2 separate regions of the Gossypium hirsutum genome follow, and region 2 is linked to region 1. The links are chromatin contacts, called in public Hi-C maps. All regions are on one chromosome and are shown on one strand. Each heading gives the region's core, a stretch centred on a gene start, on an enhancer-like site or on the middle of the called end of the contact. The rest is flanking DNA. Distances are from core to core; before and after follow the strand shown. Region 1 holds the start of LOC107899279 (diaminopimelate epimerase, chloroplastic). Region 2 holds the start of LOC107899292 (pentatricopeptide repeat-containing protein At3g53700, chloroplastic).

Evidence for each region. A called contact is a pair of places that touch in the nucleus more often than the background predicts.
Region 2: a contact with region 1 is called in a Hi-C map of leaf, with 1.8 times the contacts expected there. The contact joins the promoter of LOC107899292 here to the promoter of LOC107899279 in region 1. A contact is called at or near these places in 2 of 34 Hi-C or Micro-C datasets (both in leaf).

The regions. Positions count from the first base shown.
Region 1 is chrD04:43,801,393-43,806,215 of Gossypium_hirsutum_v2.1, reverse strand. It overlaps LOC107899279 (diaminopimelate epimerase, chloroplastic), which reads right to left and starts at 3,473. Exons shown (of 9, transcript XM_016824948.2): 1 at 3,099-3,473; 2 at 2,850-3,017; 3 at 2,355-2,425; 4 at 2,120-2,177; 5 at 1,859-2,038; 6 at 1,289-1,373; 7 at 1,053-1,112; 8 at 897-970; 9 at 434-668. The coding sequence starts at 3,374. The coding sequence ends at 552.
Region 2 is chrD04:44,264,360-44,268,964 of Gossypium_hirsutum_v2.1, reverse strand. It overlaps LOC107899292 (pentatricopeptide repeat-containing protein At3g53700, chloroplastic), which reads right to left and starts at 2,818. Exons shown (of 1, transcript XM_016824960.2): 1 at 116-2,818. The coding sequence starts at 2,641. The coding sequence ends at 380. LOC107899293 (UNC93-like protein 3) reads right to left here and starts at 85. Exons shown (of 9, transcript XM_041091222.1): 1 at 1-85.

The sequences.
Region 1 (4,823 bases), core at 2,224-4,723:
TTTATTTGATTTTAGACCAACCTTTCTTAAAATAAAATTGTCTAATCTTCAAGGTTATAACAAATATTTTTCTAACAAAATACCGTCGGAGCACTTAGAATTCTAAAATTAAAGGTTTTGAAATTGGTATGTAACTACCATACTGTTCAAATGTGATTTGTGTTGATATTCCATTACCATGAATGGAAACTATATTTTTCTACAAGGGAAAAAAATTGCATTGAAATAGAATGATCCTCGAGGATTAATTCTCACGTAGATTTTATGAGAAATTATACACGTAATTTGTCTAATCAAAATAACTAATTGTAAAATTCTATGGAGAAGCAGTATCCAGCTTAGCAAAGTAATCAATTATTTGAACCCCCCCCCCCCAAAAAAAAAAACCTCAAGGATTTAAGTGAGATGCAGAAAGTTGAAACAAAAGCCAACATTTAAGACAACCAAAAAGAATGTGGAATTCATAAGACTACCAAATTGTCTTATACAAAATCCAAGCAAATAGACAATGTTTTCGCTACATGAAAATTGGCTTAGCAATATTAGAATCATCACACTGCAACCGATCCGTAAAACACTACTTCGGCTGGGCCAGTCATGTACACATGATTGTCTTCCTCCTTCCATTCAATATCTAACGGACCTCCGGGCAAATCCACCGTGCAACTCTATTTCACAAAATGTATAATAAAATAATCAATTGAGATGAAGGGGGGAAAAAAAAGACCTCTTTTTCACCCTGCAAATGTGGAACGAATCTCGAATTCCTCCTCTTTGGTATAAGAAAACTAGGTTAAATACTTCAAGATGAAAGACATCAATGTCCCATTTCATTGGCATAAGCCCATTGACCTTATTTCATTAACACTATTTAAACATTCCAGAACAACACTAACCCTCCCAGCACGTCCTTCGAGAACAGCTGCAACCACCACAGCACAAGCTCCAGTTCCACAAGCCAGTGTTGCTCCTGTGAAAGGCAATTGACATGAGCTTTTAACAAGAACAAGAACCCAAAATGATGGCTCATTTATATCTGCACATGGGAGTACCTGCTCCACGCTCCCAAACACGCATTTTCAAGTGTTCATGAGAAAAAACTTCCACAAATTCTAACAAGACAAGGCATAATCATGGTTAGAGAGTGGATTTGCTTAACAGAGATAAATGACAATCATGTAATAGGAAAACCATTTCATCACATTCAAAAAGCATGAAGCTGTGCTAATAGATGTTACCCAAGGAATTGATTGCTTAACATCATCTCAGAGATTAGATAATAACTAACCTGTGTTGGTCCTAGCTGGGAACATTTCATGATGCTCAAATTTAGGACCAATTGCAGCTAAATTTAGTTCATCAACGGTCAAATTCTGCTCAATCGCAATCATTAAGCAAAAGAAGGGAAGTATTAGAAATGCAAATGAAAAGAGAAGGAAGAATAGAGGAAATGTATCTGAAGACATCAGTCAATGAAAGCATTTTCTTCTAGAACAAGTAATTCAATGTAAAAGACAATTTTCGCAGGCATCAATGAATAGTAGGTTATTGTACGAAATTGGCTAAAACAAACAGCTCTTTTAACAGTTCCTAGTGTTGTTCTTCACTTGAAGCATACAATGGGTAAAAGGTTTATGCTACTCAGGCCCATGCACATAATTGATATGCCAACAAAAGTTCGGCACGGGTAGATGTCTTGTTGTCTGCTACAAGCCAAACCTCGAGTCAAAAAGTTTACTAGGCAGTAAATAACAAGCAAAAATATTTGAATATTGCAGAGGAAGTATAGTTAAGAATAGTTCATATAAATATAACATCCAGACTAATCTTCTCACCAATCATCACCCAAAATACAAACCTGGCTTTGTCTGTTTCCAAAAGTCACACAATGTGGATTTCCCATGCTAACACAAGTCACATTCCAAGTTACTCCATCTACATTGATATCTGCTTTAACAGCAGCTTGATCTTTATTTGCTGGTAACTTTGTAGGAACATCTGATGCTTTAAGAATTGGTTCACCCATATCAACTTTAACCTGAGATCATGCAGCTCCATGTCAGATGCATTAAGCACCATAGATGGAGTACTGCAACATATAAGATGCCAAATAAAATACCTTTCCGTCTTCTTGAATTTCGGGAACAATTAATCCCGCACCAGTATGCACAGTAAAACTGCATAAAATTAGAAGAGAATGAAACCCCAAAGACATTTCAGCATAAAACTTCAAACTGACTTTTTAACAATGAAGCCGCATTTTAGGACAAAGAGAATAACACATTGCTTCAAACATATACAAAAGGCAACATTATGACTGCTCGGAACATAGAAGTACACGCCATTAACTATACCTTTGCTTCCCGTGTAAATTCTCAAGTTCGGCAATGAATCTCGCAAAGCACCTTACCCCATTACCACACATCTAGAAGAAAAAATATTAATTAAAAAATAAAGCCAAAATTCTATTTTTACGTAAAAAACACATAATTGATCCAAGAAACCACTCAATATTCAATTTCAGTGATTCAACCAGAGAACCAAAGAATCAAAGTGACACACTAAGTCCCCATTTAGTTATCACTTTCACTAACTGACTTTTAGTTTTGATAGAAAAGGCAAATAAATAAGCATTTGGATACAAAATAGAAAAGGTAGATTCATTGCTAAATGAATTTAAACAATTAAAAACATAAATAAGAACTGTGTTAAGGCATGAAATTATTTTTATACAGGATAGTTAAGTTTTAACTTGTATTTATACTGAAAGTTTGGTTTCAGTTTGAATCAAATATATTTACTAATATATACGTCTTTTAGCAACTTTTGAGCAAGGAAAAGCTGATTACCTCGGGCTCGCTGCCATCGGAGTTGAAGATTCGCATAGTATAATCGGTACCGTTGACTCCGGGCATCGCAAAAATCACTCCATCAGCTCCGATACCGAAGTTCCTATCGCACAACTTCACCGCTTGCTCCGGCGTAACCCTCGGTTCCGTCGAGTCCCTGTTATCAACCTACGGCAATAAACAAGAATTCAGCTAAGGCAATTTCTGCTACATTTTTTCAGCTAAACATAAATGAACTGGAGAAATTACCAAAATGAAATCGTTCCCAAGGCCGTGGTACTTAACGAAGTGAAGAAATCCACTTTCCCTTCGGTCAAGGAACGACGTCGTGGAGATTTTCTCTGGAGTTCCGATGCTCATGGAAGATGCAGAGACTCGAAGGTTAGGGTTTTTAAGAGAAGAAAAGTTGGAACGAAGAGAATCGAAATGAAGAGAAGAAGTTGATCGAAAAGGGGCGGCGATGGAGGCAGAGGAACGGCGAGTTTGTGGCGGGAGGGAGAGGGAAATGGCGGCGGCGATGGCCATCGAAGCTTTTGGTTTCTTCGTTTGATTTGAGACGGCGGGTTTTTAGTGTTGCGGTGGCGTTTTTGCAGTCAAAAATTGGAAAGGGCAACTGATTTTTCATTTTTGTCTTTGTTATGTAAGAGAGGTGGTGGGATCGTACGCGGATTGTGAATCGTGTAACCCGTTTGACTATGAAGAGATTTGATCAGATATCATGATCATGAGAAAATTATTGAGATAAAATATTGTATACGATACTTCGGGTTGAGCTCAGCACAAGCTTGTAGATCTTTGTGTACCAGATCCAACTCTAAATCTTTACGGTTGCAACCATCTCTTGCTAGAAATGTTATCCCAGGCATAAAAATTATATTAATAATATTAAATGCATTAGTACAGTTATTTATTATGGTGTTATTTTTAATTGTGAATTAGTGTTAAGTTAACTTATGACACTAACTCAATTAATAATATTTTATGAATATATATCAACTAGTAGAGATAATAAATTATGCATATTAAATTAAAAATGTAAAAATATATCAAAATAAAGTTTTGGTCGAGTGGTAAATTTAATGTTTTACATATACAATTAGCACAAATTTAAATATCATTATATGCATATTTTTATTGGTTTTTGTTAAAATGAAAAACCTAAAATGCTCTCAAATAAAATAACTTGTTTTAATTATGGGAACTCCCCCATATCATTTATGACACCCTAAACTCGACCATGACAAATCAGCCCAAATTCGAAGCGTTACATTAGTCACCTAAGTGACTTTCCGACTAACGACCTCTCAAGACACACCCCGACCTTATAACACATCAATCTTATCCAATGTGGAAGCAATGTCAACCAATTTTAAACTTTTTATAAGTAATTTAATTTAAGGGTATTTTTGTCATTTTACTACCTACGATTAAACTAACCCGAATTTAGATCTATACATTTACCAACCCTCTTTTAGTCAATTTATATAAGCCTTAAAAATTTTAGCTTAATCCGAGTTTATTTTCTATTTTCTATGTCTAATTCAAGTTTTATCATTAAGGACTAAATCGTAACAATTTCAAACTATCAGTACTATGCCCGAATAGACTTATCAAGTTACATGACTAATTTTATCAATTAAAAGTCTAAACCTAAAATTTTATCAAGTTTCCTTATCATTTAAGGCTCTAATTAGACTTATCAAGTTACATGACTAATTTGTAATTTAAACGGACTAGAGAACTAATTTAAAAATACCATAATTCAAACCCCCAACAGTCCATTGTAGTTTTTTGTGCGAAAAATTTGATTTTAAACCCGATTTTGAGTATTTTAATGGCCAATTAAACCCGATTTAACTACAATTAAATATCATACATATTCATACACCTTCAATTGAATTTATTAACACCAATTAAGCCTCAATTAAATAGAATTAAACATTCAATTTCATGCATATCACCCATCGGTTAATT
Region 2 (4,605 bases), core at 1,569-4,068, 460 kb before region 1:
AAAAAGAAGTCTTTTTTATTTGTTTTTGTAATAAAATTCCTGGACTAATTCAGACCGTGTACGATGTTAAAAACAAATTCCTGCAATAATGCAGCATGACTGCAGTCTGAGAAGGTTAAGGGGAAAAGATAAACGTTGCTGTTTCTGCAGATAAAATAGAGATGCTGGTTCATTACAACAATGCATCAGTGCCTGAAAAATTGAAAAATGGAACACAAAATCTAATAAATTCTGAGTACAAGCATTGCATCTTCCATCAAAATTGGGAACAAATTCATGCTCCATTAACAGTAGGATAAGAACTTACACTCAAAATACACATATAATGAACAATGAAGCCTCTTCTTTGCAACATGTTTACTAGGAGCACTATCTAGCTTCATCTTGACCAGTAAGGTTTCTTCTGCTTTCTGCTGTCCAGGATGTTTCCGAGGGTAGCCAATGCATCTTGAAATTTACGGATTCTAAGAAAACCTCTTATCATGGAAACCTCACTGTCTGAACAGTTAGCTTTACCGATCACCATATTAACCAGCGTAATTAAGGTATCCTCCATAGATAAAGCACAAAGTCCTTCAGCCAGCATATAAAATGATGAGAATTCGGGTAAAAATCCTTTCTCGGTCATCTCAACTACAAAATCAACAGCTTCTCCAATTGGTCCTCCACCACTACAAAGGCCGCGAAATATTACCTTATATGTGATGGCATCTGGAGGGTCACCCTTCTCCAACATCTCTCGATAAAGCCTCATAGCTTCATTAGCTCTCTTTCGTCTAAATAGTGCTTGAATAACAGGGTTATAAGCATGTGGAGTTAAAACCATCCCTTTCATCTGAATAGTTCTAAGGAGTTTACTTGCAACCTCAACTCTACCTGCCTTACAAAGGCCCCCAATCAGGGTCCCATATGTGACAATATCTGGTTCACACCCATTTGAAGTCATGGTTTGGACAATATCCGCTGCCTTCTTAATATCACCAGACCTGCAAAAGTATGTAAGCAAAGAATTGTATGTGAACTTGTCAGGCTTCAATCCTTCCATTAGCATTTGGTCCATAAGCTGAGCTGCCTCTTCTACCCGCCTGTTTTTGCAGAGACCATCGATGAGGGTGTTATAGGTCACGGAATTTCTTGAAACCCCTTGAAGCTCCATCTCATCAAAGATTTCCTCTGCTTCTTGGATCCTCTTGTTTTTGCAGAATCCATCAATCAAAGTATTATAAGTAATAACATTCCGCGCACAGCCACTTGACTCCATTTCTTTAAGCAGGCTTAAAGCTTCCTCTAGTTTCCCTCTACAACAAAAGCTATCAATCAACATGTTGTAGGTAAACTCATCGGGTTGGCACCCTTTATTCTTCATCTCCTCAAACAATTCCAAAGCAAGAGTATGATTTCTCGTCAGGCACAGACCTTGTATCAAAGAATTAAATGTGCAAACATCAGGTAAAATCCCCTTACTTGTAAGTACACGTGCAAGCTCAGTGGCCTCTTCAATTTGGTTCTCCTTACAAAGGGTGCTAATCAAAGTATTATAAGTAACAGTGTTAGGTGAACAATCCCTCGAAACCATTTGGTCTAAAACCTCCACTGCCTCCTCAATCTCACCAATTTTACACAATCCCGAAATTAAAGAGTTGTATGTGAATACATCTGGATCAAACCCTTCTCGAAGCATCACATCCATGATTTCCAAAGCATGTTCAACAAAACCTGCCTTACACAAACCATTCACCAACGTATTGAAGGTGAACTGATCTGGGTAAAACCCGTCATTCTCCGACATCTCTTGTATAAAATCCAAGGCTTCCTCAACCCTACCTTCCTTACAAAACCCGTGTACTAAAACATTCACGGTCACATTAGTAATCGGACAACCAGCCTCCACCATTTGTCCCCTAAACCTCAAAGCGCCATCCATATTACCTTCATCAATAAACCCTTGAATTATGGTGGTAAACGTTTTCTCATCAGGGGCTAAACCATAACTAGGCATTTCTTCCATCATCAAAATGGCCGGCCTAATTTGATGCGCACTACACAAAGCCTTAATCAATATGTTGAAAGTAGAAACATCAGGCTTAATCCCTCTACTAACCATCCCATCATGAGCAATTTCTACCAACTTTAACTTGTTCCCATCCACCAGAACATTCAACAAGAAATTATAAAAATGGGTGTCGGCTTTTAACCCGAACTCACCTTCCATCAGCTCAACAACATGGAGAATTTCATCGTACAAACCGAACTCGGCATAACTTTCGATAAGAATTAAGAAAGTACCTGTACGAAGCTCACAACCGGAGTGCTTCACTTGTTGTAAAATAAGCTTTATGGAATCGAAGGAGCCGAGTTTTCCAAGCTTGGTGAGGAGTTCCTCGTAGATGGATAAGTTGGGGGTGAAATTGGGTTGCTTAGAGGCCCAATCGAATAAGCGAAGAGCAGAGGACTCGTCGTTTTGGCGGCGGAGGGTGTGGAGGAGTTGAGTTGGAGTGAAGTCGTGGGAGAGAGGGAATTGGGTTTGGTTTGGTTGAGTAGATGAGAAGGAGATGGAGGAGAAAGGTGAAGTGGGTTTTTGGAAGAAAGGGAAAGGAGAGTAAGACCAAGGGTAGCATTTGAAACATGTAGAGGAAGACATGTGTGTTTTCTTTTTCCCCTTGAATTATATATGTTTTGTGCTAAGGAAGAGAGAGATTCAGCTTAGCATTCAGCAAAGCAACGAGCGACTAAGTGTGGGAAAGATTAGAGATATTTAGGGTCATTCCATGCTTCAGGTGCGTCGGTCTGACAAAGTAATCCTTTAAAACCGGAAAGACGGACAGACAGAGAGAGGAAACAAGAGCGACGTCGTTTTATCGGAGTTTAGCATTTTAGTGTCTGGCCCAACAATAAAAAGAAAACCCATTTCAGTCTCTCAGCATTAATCCGCCAATGGCAAGTTTTGGCCCATCTTGTGGGGAAGATAAAAGAAAGAAGGCAGAGTTGATTATCGTTATTTCACTCAACTCTTAGTTTTATTTGAAAACCCAGCTTAATAAAAAAAAAAAAAGAGTATGATTGCCTAATTCTTATTTAGAAGTTTAAATTTGGATATGTTGCTTGCAGTTTCACCTGAATTCTATTTCTACAAAAAGTGCAGTAATAATTATATTATAATGTAATTATAAAGAATTGTAATTCTCTAAATAAATTTGGCTAACAGAGTATAGTTACATCATAATTTTTTATATCACGTTTGGTTGTACAATTTGTAATATACAATTAAATATATTAAAAATAATATTAATTATTATAAAAACTATTAATAGAATAGTTTTTTTCATTAAATGAGTAACAAAAAATAAAATTAAATAATCATATGTATTATATTAGTCTAATAAAATAGTCGATAATACACTTACTAATAAAAATAATAAAAAAATAAACATGTAAATATATATATTGTAACACTTTTTATAACACTTTTATAACATGTTTTACAATATACTTTTTTTGTCATAACTTTAGAAATGTTTTAGGATTTAAATAATATATTTTTTATTATAATTTTATAAAATGAACATGAATTATTTTTATCATATAAACTTTTAATGTTTATAATACAATTTTAGAAATTTTTTGTCATAACCATCCTAAACACTTATACATGTTCATACTTATAATATAATTTTTATAACTTAAACTTGTATAAAAAATAATTTCTTAAAGTTAAATCATGTATAAGTGTTTAGAAAGTCATAGGATAATTGAATTTGGATATAATTATCTAGGTAATTAATCTCATTCTCATTCTCTCCCTAAGAATTGAAAAGTGTAATTGGAGCTCCAATTACACCCAATTCAATGGGATCCACTAATTACAATGGTTACCCAAACATATCGTTCATGTGTAATTACAAATAATTACACCCAAATTCAATTACTAGATAATTTTCTAAATACTACCTAAAATTTGGTGAATTAGATTAGAATTAAACTTAGTTTTTAGTTGTTGGTAGGAATGATAATGGTTGAATTTAGTTGAAATAATTTTTTTTGAATAAACAGACTGGATTTTATAGAAATACTAAAACAATCCTAGAACAAAAGAGAAAGTCCAACAAATGTCGGTTAAATCCAAAACAGAAACAAGGCCCAGCAGATAAAGACCTACATAGTAGAAAAATGAAACGACAAAACTAAAGGAAACCTAAAAACCGTATCCAATTAAAGAAATGAATTGACACCCCCTCCACTTTCCAAAAACCTCTTTTTTGTTGTCGGTTTTAGTTTCACGAAAAGCTCCTTGATGTTACCTAGATACCCCTATCTAATGTCACGGGCCGCAGTTCAAAGCCCATGACCGTCGCACCAAATGCATCTGATGGAGGTTTATTGTTTAGATGGAGATCATTTGGCCGGTAAGAACTAGTCCGATTCGGTAACTTGTTGGAGAAACTTGTTAGATTGAAGCCTGGTTGGCCCGATAAGCAAGATTTGGCAACTTAGGCTATTTTGGTAACTAATCTTAGAAGATTGATAGAATCATATCTTGTAAAGATTAGATTAGATTTGATAAGGCATATGTTGTAAATCCCATGATTTAAGAGATATAGTTAATAT